Linked DNA regions of Mus musculus: all the other regions are linked to region 2. Evidence: chromatin contacts called from public HiChIP or PLAC-seq data. All regions are on one chromosome and are shown on one strand. The core of a region is the stretch at or near the end of the contact, and the rest is flanking DNA. Distances in the headings are between cores, read along the strand shown.

Region 1 (2,700 bases), core at 149-2,648, 2.1 Mb after region 2:
GTATAAAAGAGGGCACCAAAGCTAGACATGGGTCATGGTAGCCACTGTTGCTCTGTTAGTTTTCTCTTTGCTGGGATGAAGTGCCTGACAGAAGCCAAATTATGGGAGCTTTCTTTGTCACACAATTAAAGGGGTACAGTCTATCACAGTAGGGAAGATAGCTAGGTCAAGGTGGCAGAAGCTTGCTGCAGGGTTTGTCACACCTCAAATGATCAGGAAGCTGGGAGCTTGGGCAGGAAGTGAACCAGAAAGCAATCCTCCATAGAGGCCCTTTCCCAGTATCACCTCCACCAGCCGGGCCTCCTCCCTCAAAGTTTCTACAACCTCCCTCCCACAGTGCCAACAGCTGTGGCCATGTCTGTGGGGGATTGTCTTAATTGATGATGATGTGGGAGGGCTCAGCCCATTGTGGGTGGCTTTATACATCACTAGGCAAAAGGACCTGGGCTGTAGAAAAAACTCTGAAACTCTGTGTTTCCAGGCAAACTTGGATTCTCTCTCTCTCTCTCTCTCTCTCTCTCTCTCTCTCTGTGTGTGTGTGTGTGTGTGTGTGTGTGTACGTGTACTTCTGCATTCAATAAAATCCAGTGGAGTACTGATACCTTGCTTTTCTTGCCTTCTTATTGTTTAAATCAAGAGAAAAGGGAATCTGTTCCTGCAACCCTAGAGGGCTAATAAATCTCTTGACCCAAAAGACAAACCGCCTCAGTTCTCCCGATTGAATACCAAACCAAAACTTTCCACCTCTAGGGAGTTACAGCTGCATCTCCAACGGAACCACTCAGGCCAGCTTCAGAACATGAGCAAGATGGGGGGTGGGGGGAAGAGAGGGACACAGAACAGAGGGCACGACGACAGGATGACCACACACCTTGGATGGACGCTGCAAGGGCAACCTATGAAGATGATATACCATGTTTGCAAACACCAAGCTGTCCAGTGCTCAGGTAACAACTCCTTCTGAAGAAGTTTCAGCCATGCAGCCCATGACAGATTATTAAAACAGTTCTTCTAAAATGACTTTTTAATTGCGCAATAATATCCTAGCCTCTCCGCCTCCTCAAGTTTTGGGGGAAATGTTTAGAAAGTGTCTGTGTGTCCTAAGAGAAAGACCAGTATAAAATTTTCAAATCACTAGCACTTGGGCTGGCAGGATGATCCCCCAGCCAAGCTGACAGTCACAAGAAACCTGCTTCTAATCTGCCGGGGTTTTCACAGCTGGGGACCTTTTATGCTTTTTCTCTGGGATGGAATGGAAATGAGCTCTGAGAGTCTTTTCTTTTCCCTTTCATGGCCCATTTATCATATCAAAGCCCATTTGTCTGCACACCAGCCTCACCAAATTAGGTAACCCGGGTTCAGGAGGAACAGCTGTTAGCAAGAGGAGTAATCACAAAGCTGATGCTTCATTGTAGCAGCTGCTGGGTAAACACTGTTTCCACAAATATGGCAACTAAGATGCAGGCAGCTAATGGAGAGATCACTGGGGATGCTTAGATTGCAATAGAAACCAAAGCCCTAAATTCTGTTATGGTCCCAGCCCCTTCCTCTCTCCACCTCTCCCTCCCTACCAGCAGCTACCTGCTTGCTTCCTGATGCTCCTTTGCAGCTCAACAGTTCTGGTTCTTTCCCTCAACCAATAGGATCCACTTGAGGTCTGCTTTCCTAAAATCTACCTGTCCTGGTTAGCCTCAATCCTATGTCCTGTTATAATGCATTTCCCTGCTTAAGTGCAAACTTAAATATTTATTTCTGTGAGAGAGGCAACAAAGGAACTCTAGGGTTAGAGCTCTGGGTCTAATGTCTTTGGCACTGTTCGTGCACCAACCTTTACCCCTCCCCCATTTGCTGAGCTGCCTTTTAGATAGACAACTTCAGTTATTGGTTGTACATCTTGGGCTTAACAGATTCTTTTCCAGTTTGGGGGGGGGGGAAGAAGAGGTACAGGTTTACAGATGACACGCTCTGGCCAGGATTTTGGAGCTAGCTAACAAGTAGCTGTGTGAAATAAAAACTCAGGTATAAATTGACAACTGGAAATGCATTTATTTATTTATTTATTTATTTATTTATTTATTTGGCTAAGGATCTATCCCAGGGTCTGGAGCATGCTAGATGATTTTCCATATATAAATATAACTTGGCACCAGATCCAACATTAAATGCATTCCATATATGATTTATCTATTCATTCCCCCCCACCACCACCACCACCACCAAAAAGCCCAACGAGTGAAGTCTAACCATCATCTCTATTTTCCAGACAAGGGAAATGCAGCTCAGACAGGTAGAACAGGTAGAATCTGCCCAGGGCCACCAAGCTAGAAACGGGGGGGGGGGGGGGACGACGACACACACTCCCCATATCTGAACACTATACTGTCCCTTATTGTGTGCCTTCATCCTGTATGTCACTGAATCATGGGACTGATCCATGGATTTTATTATGATCAGTCCCATGATCCAGTGACATACATAAGACTGGCTCTATCAGCAATCAGTCAAGAAAAGGGGAGGGATTTACAGTGCATTATTCTTTACTCTTTGTCCCAGGATCTGAAACCAATAGTAGGTTTCAGACCATCAGTTTCAGAGCCTAGAACAAATATTGACCTCTGATAGATTTTGGACTACTGACCCTTGATAGATTCTGGGAAGAGGAGCAATCACTATCTTTAACTGTGTGCCTACTGCTGAGTC
Region 2 (2,700 bases), core at 168-2,667:
TGGGTGTGGTGGTGCACACCTTTGATCCCAGCACTAGGGAGGCAGAGGCAGGCAGATTTCTGAGCTCGAGGCCAGCCTGGTCTACAAAGTGAGTTCCAGGACAGCCAGGGCGCCAGGGCTACACAGAGAAATCCTGTCTCGAAAAACCAAAAAAAAAAAGAAAAGAAAGAAAGAAAAGTGACTTGAAAGCAGCAGTAAGGCTTCCTTAAATTACCTGAAAACTGAGGTACTTTCTTTCGCTTGTGACTCAAAATTCCAACTACTGATTTAATAAACTCACCCATCCTCCGCTAAGGAATCCACTAAACTGCTCACACAAAGGACAACCAACCAGGGAGCCTGCAACCCATAAATTTAAACATTTTCTTTAAAATCCTTCTAAACCACACAAAGCAGAAACACAGCCATAAAAAGGAAACCCAGTTATTATCTAGAAGGTTTCTGGTATTTCCCTCGGGGATCAATAAGGGGATTTATTTATTGCTAGGGTACTAACGAAAGCAGCCATGGTATGTGACAGCTTAAACTAGTTATTTCCTACAGCTTTGGAGGGTACTATGTAGTTCCAGGCACTAAGAAGACATTCAAGTCATTGCTAGTGTTCTGTGGGTCAAGTGGACTAGAGTGTAGTCCTAAAAGCAACCAGTTAAAGGGAGGGTAATCTTATCTGCCTACTCAATTCTGGGATTTGGAGTGTTTTACAAAGATACCCCCAGCAGTGCAAAGGGAGCCTGGTGTATCCCGCTAAATAAGGCCACTTGCTCCCGTGTCACAGATCCTTTGAGTGACACATATGGGTAGGTACACTATTGTTTCAGAACGTACCCCCTTTTAACACCCAAGGTGCAGAATAACCTTGGATAGGCCAAGGATAATGTAAAGGTTCTTCTTTTAAGAACAAAGATATTTAACCATTTTCCAGTCTATCCGTTGGGGGAGTGGTTCAATTAAAAGAGCATTTCTTAGAAGGTAGGGAAAAGTTAGTTTCACTTTTCTTTGCTACCATTCCCGGTTTCTGTGCTGGCTTTCCCTAGGTATGCTCGTCCCTACGGCTAGGACCAGGGAACCCATCAGCCACGCAGTTGATCCTCCTGGGGCATCCTGGAGGCTGTAGGTTCTACGGCACTGCATCTCTGTCCCAGCATGTGCTCACCCACCGGAAAAGACAAGAGGGACCCCAGGCACAGTCGCCTTGGCGGGAAAACTCCAGGCACTTCCCATCGGAACACTGCAACAAGAGACACTTAGAGATCTTCAACGACACTTACTTCTTGCTTAGTTTCTGCTCGCCATCCACTTTGACTTCACTCTCCTGCAGCGTGGCCATCTTCCCCACTGGCCCGACCCAGAAAAAAAAAAATTATGACTAGCGTAGAACTAGAACTTCCAGGTCGTGGCTCTAAGTCCTGCCTCTTCCGGGAAAGAGGGCGGGCCCTCGGCCGGACTCTCGCTGCGCAGGCGCAGTGCTGGGCTCCTCCGGCGGAGAGTCCGTCTTAGTGGTGTCGTTTCTGCGCTTTACTTGTACAGCGGGGCGACAGGTATGGCGGAGGCGATGGATCTGGGTAAAGACCCCAATGGGCCCACTCACTCCTCCACTCTGTTCGTGAGAGAAGACGGCAGCGCCATGTCGTTTTACGTGCGGCCCAGCTCGGCCAAGCGCCGGCTGTCGACGCTCATCCTGCACGGCGGCGGCACCGTGTGTCGGGTGCAGGAACCCGGAGCCGTGCTTCTCGCCCAGCCCGGGGAGGCGCTGGCCGAGGCTTCGGGCGACTTCATCTCCACGCAGTACATCCTAGACTGCGTGGATCGCAACGAGAAGCTGGACCTGGAGGCCTATCGGCTGGGCCTGACGGAGCAGGCGTCCGATCCGAAGCCCGGGGCTTCCACCGAGGGCTCCACGGAACCGGAGCCGCAGCCCCTGACCGGGCGCATCGCCTACACCGACGCGGAAGATGTGGCCATCCTGACCTACGTGAAGGAGAACGCCCGTTCGCCCAGCTCGGTCACAGGCAATGCCTTGTGGAAAGCGATGGAGAAGAGCTCGCTCACGCAGCACTCCTGGCAGTCGCTCAAGGACCGCTACCTCAAGCACCTACGGGGTCAGGAGCACAAGTACCTGCTCGGGAACGCCCCGGTCAGCCCGTCCTCCCAGAAGCTCAAACGGAAGGCGGAGCAGGACCCCGAGGCCGCGGATAGCGGAGGTGAGGCCGGCACCTTCGGGGCTCCGGGGGGCGGGGCTGCCTGCCTGTCAGCGAGCGTCTTTTTGGGCGCCGTGGGTGGCATAGCTCAGCCCCTCTTCTCTGTTGAGGTCCGAAGCGAAAGTGCACCGTTTCCTCTTATCCCTTGTTTTCTGGTTTTAATTTGTCTTTTCATTTAACTTTTCCTTCCCGTTGACTGGATGTTTGTTCGTTGATGGATTTGGGTTTGGGAGGGCGGGGAACTTGAGTCTCTTCGCTGTGTCGCCCAGGCTGTCCCCAAACTCTATGCCTGAAATATTCTCCTGCCTTCGGAGTGACTGAGACTACGGAACAGTAACTAGTTTACAAAAACGGCTCTGTGTTCAAAAGGAACACAGTACAGTATATATGGAAATCTTCTACCCTTCCTACCCACCATACCCAGGAGGTAACAGGGTAACCTGTTTCTGTTTTCAGAAATTTCAAAGATATTTTCCCTTCCCCCTTTTTCCTTCCTTCCTTC
Region 3 (2,700 bases), core at 17-2,516, 2.2 Mb after region 2:
ATCTCTTACACCGCACAAGGCAACTCCTATCTCGCCTTTTAAGATAGCACAAATGACCTTTTTTTAAGAATCAGAATTTATTATGTGATGGATATGATTGGATTGCATCTGTAGTTTTGTTATTTTTTTATTTTATTTTTGGAGAAAGGGTCTCACTATGTAGAGCTGGCCACCCTGGAACTCACTATGTAGACCAGTCTATCCTCAGATTCATGAGAAATTCATCTGCCTCCTGGTTGCTGGAATTCTGAAATTAAAGGCGTTGCGCGCACGCGCGTACACACACACATACACACACATACACACGCACGCACGCGCCCAGCAATTTTAAATTCTTGTTTAGGTTTTTTAAGACAGGGTCGCCCTACCTCAGCTTCCATACTACAGATGTGTCACCAAACACTGCTGGGGAAAGTACTCGTTTTTTTTGTTGTTGTTGTTGTTGTTGTTGTTGTTTTTCTGTAACCTTGCAAAACAAAAGGCAGGTGTGGGGAGGGGAGGGGGGAGGGAGGAGGGAGGGGGGAGAAAGGGAGAGAGAGAAAGAGGGAGAGAGAGAGAGAGAGAGGAGAGAGAGAGAGAATTTGGTCCTCTGGAGGTCCTAGCAGGAAACAGGCTTGTTCTGGGAGCCTCTTTCCTAGAAAAAAAAGCATGGGTACTGAGAACTAACTGTCATAAGGAAGCCACAGAAGTCCAGAAACAGCATCCCTAGTGACAGGGGTGGGGGTGGGGGGTGGCGTCCAGATGGAAAAGACTGGACCTGGCTCTTTGGAGCCTTACTTGGGATGTATCTTTAACTTCCCGCACCTCCCTGCCGCTCCACTCAGAACCAGCAGATGGGAAACAGCCCAATTTCCCAGCTATCCCTCCCATCCCTGCCTACCCGCGGGAGAAGAGGCAACCTTGTCTCTCGCAGCATCCTCCAGGCCCAGACATTCGTCTCTGTCCATTTCAAGGCGCCAGAGTCTGTGCCGTATATACCCAAGTATTTGCCCATTGTAGGGGTTGGAGTAGCCATCCGGCCTCTTCTTCTGTGTTTGTATTCAAGAGTCTTGGGGAAATCTGTTTTTAGTGTTGAGACAAATAGCCTGACTTAGTACTAGCACAAAAGGTGGACTTGAGATTTGTTTTGGAGTAAGTAGGAGGAAATGTGAGGGAGGGGGTGGGGCGCTAGGGCGCGGCTCCTCTAAGGATTACGGCGGAGGCGGTGGACCGCGGCTCCGCTCACAGAGGTTGCAGCCATTGCACTGAAGAGCATCCCACATTCAACAGGAGGAACCCGCGGGAGAGCAGACCCGACCCCTTCACAACCGCAGCCTGTGCGCCCCGCGGCCCCTCGAGCGCCATGGCTAAGGAAGGCGTAGAGAAAGCGGAGGAGACCGAACAAATGATTGAGAAGGAGACCAGCAAGGAACCTGCTGAGGGCGGCGACGGCTCCCACCGCCTCGGGGATGCCCAGGAGATGCGCGCTGTGGTGCTGGCCGGCTTCGGCGGACTCAACAAGCTGAGGCTCTCTAGAAAGGCCATGCCGGAGCCACAGGACGGCGAGCTCAAGATCCGCGTCAAAGCCTGGTCCAGTATCCACGACTTTTTGGTTTTTCTCTCTTTCCGCGCTGGGCGCACCGGCAGTGGGTGGGAGAGCCTAGATTGGGGATGCTGCCCCAGGTACCCAGCACCCACAGTCAGCGAGCACCCTCTCTGCATTCACACTTGGCTCTCAGAACCTCCCGGGTAGCCCAAGCCACTGGAGCCTGGGGAGGATGCTCAGAGGTGGTCCTTCTCCCCACACCAGATGTAGGGTGACAGGAAGGATAGTGGTGCCTAGGACTTGAGGTCTGGAAAATTGCCTTGTGCCCCTCTTGTAGGACAACTCAGCTCCTAACACTGGGAGGGACGTAAGGGTGGGACTTGATCGTTAGCATGGTTAAAAAAAATAACAATCGCCGTGTATATACACGTAGTTCCTGGTGCTAGTTTGTTTTCTTTCTTTCTTTCTTTCTTTCTTTCTTTCTTTCTTTCTTTCTTTCTTTCTTTCTTTCTGGAGTTTTACATATACGATCCCGTTTAATACTTCCTGAGACCCAGTAAGTCAGGTGCCCAGCTTTAGAGGTGAGAAAAACAGTGGATGGGGGAAAATAAATGATCTGCCAAGATCGCTGAGCTGCCAGTAAGTGGTGTGGCTGCCACTTGACACTTGATCTCCCTTTTCACCTCTCTGCGTCCAAATGGGGCTGAAGGCAGGGTGCATGCCCTTGTGTATCTCCTTCCCAGTACTTACTGTGAGAGAAGGAACTGAGAATCAAGAGGGTTAAATCCTCGGCCTCTAAGCTGGGTGAAAGGTGAGACCAGGGATGCAGCCTTCTCTCCCCCACTGCATCTTCTGCTTTCCTCCTGGCTGGGAAAGCCCCATCCTATTCCTTAGGAACGAACTCCTGTGGTGGCCGCAGAAGGAGCCCACACTCTAAGAGGTCCGCTATTCTCCTGGGGAAACTTGCCAGTGCCTAGAACAGCAGAGATTTCCCCAGTAGTGTGTAAGTGAGAAAGCTTGTCTCTGCCTGGGGAGGCACTGCACTCCCATGTCCCTGAAGTCTAGTGGGGTGCAGACTGATAGAGCTGCTCGCTGGACCCCGCATTCTACAGTAACTGTGAATCTTACAAGGGTTGGCTGGATCTCCTAAGCCCCTGGCGTTTCTACTTCTTAGA

Evidence for each region. HiChIP or PLAC-seq counts read pairs in DNA pulled down with a chosen protein or histone mark.
Region 1: an H3K4me3 HiChIP or PLAC-seq map of embryonic forebrain shows a contact between it and region 2, with 5 times the contacts expected there. The contact joins the enhancer-like site here to the promoter of Terf2ip in region 2. A contact is called at or near these places in 2 of 39 promoter capture datasets (3T3-L1-derived adipocytes and pre-B cells), 3 of 115 datasets of contacts at active chromatin or transcription factors (embryonic forebrain, embryonic limb bud and large pre-B cells) and 1 of 9 other capture datasets (liver).
Region 3: a contact with region 2 is called in an H3K4me3 HiChIP or PLAC-seq map of pro-B cells, with 8 times the contacts expected there. The contact joins the promoter of Vat1l here to the promoter of Terf2ip in region 2. A contact is called at or near these places in 1 of 39 promoter capture datasets (hippocampal neurons) and 3 of 115 datasets of contacts at active chromatin or transcription factors (embryonic forebrain, large pre-B cells and pro-B cells).

What each region holds. Positions count from the first base shown.
Region 1 is chr8:114,114,918-114,117,617 of GRCm38.p6, forward strand. No RefSeq gene overlaps it. Among named protein-coding and RNA genes, the nearest start is that of Nudt7, 17 kb to the right of the region's middle. Within about 2 kb of position 1,399, at least 30 of the 459 cell types and tissues checked have an H3K27ac peak or open chromatin away from gene starts, as enhancers often do. A contact at or near this core is called in embryonic forebrain, where this site is marked.
Region 2 is chr8:112,009,942-112,012,641 of GRCm38.p6, forward strand. Terf2ip (telomeric repeat binding factor 2, interacting protein) reads left to right here and starts at 1,418. Exons shown (of 3, transcript NM_020584.2): 1 at 1,418-2,201. The coding sequence starts at 1,541. It overlaps Kars (lysyl-tRNA synthetase), which reads right to left and starts at 1,413. Exons shown (of 14, transcript NM_053092.3): 1 at 1,269-1,413. The coding sequence starts at 1,327.
Region 3 is chr8:114,204,374-114,207,073 of GRCm38.p6, forward strand. It overlaps Vat1l (vesicle amine transport protein 1 like), which reads left to right and starts at 1,267. Exons shown (of 9, transcript NM_173016.3): 1 at 1,267-1,569. The coding sequence starts at 1,343. Gm30272 (a long non-coding RNA gene) reads right to left here and starts at 1,261. Exons shown (of 3, transcript XR_388052.4): 1 at 881-1,261; 2 at 369-466.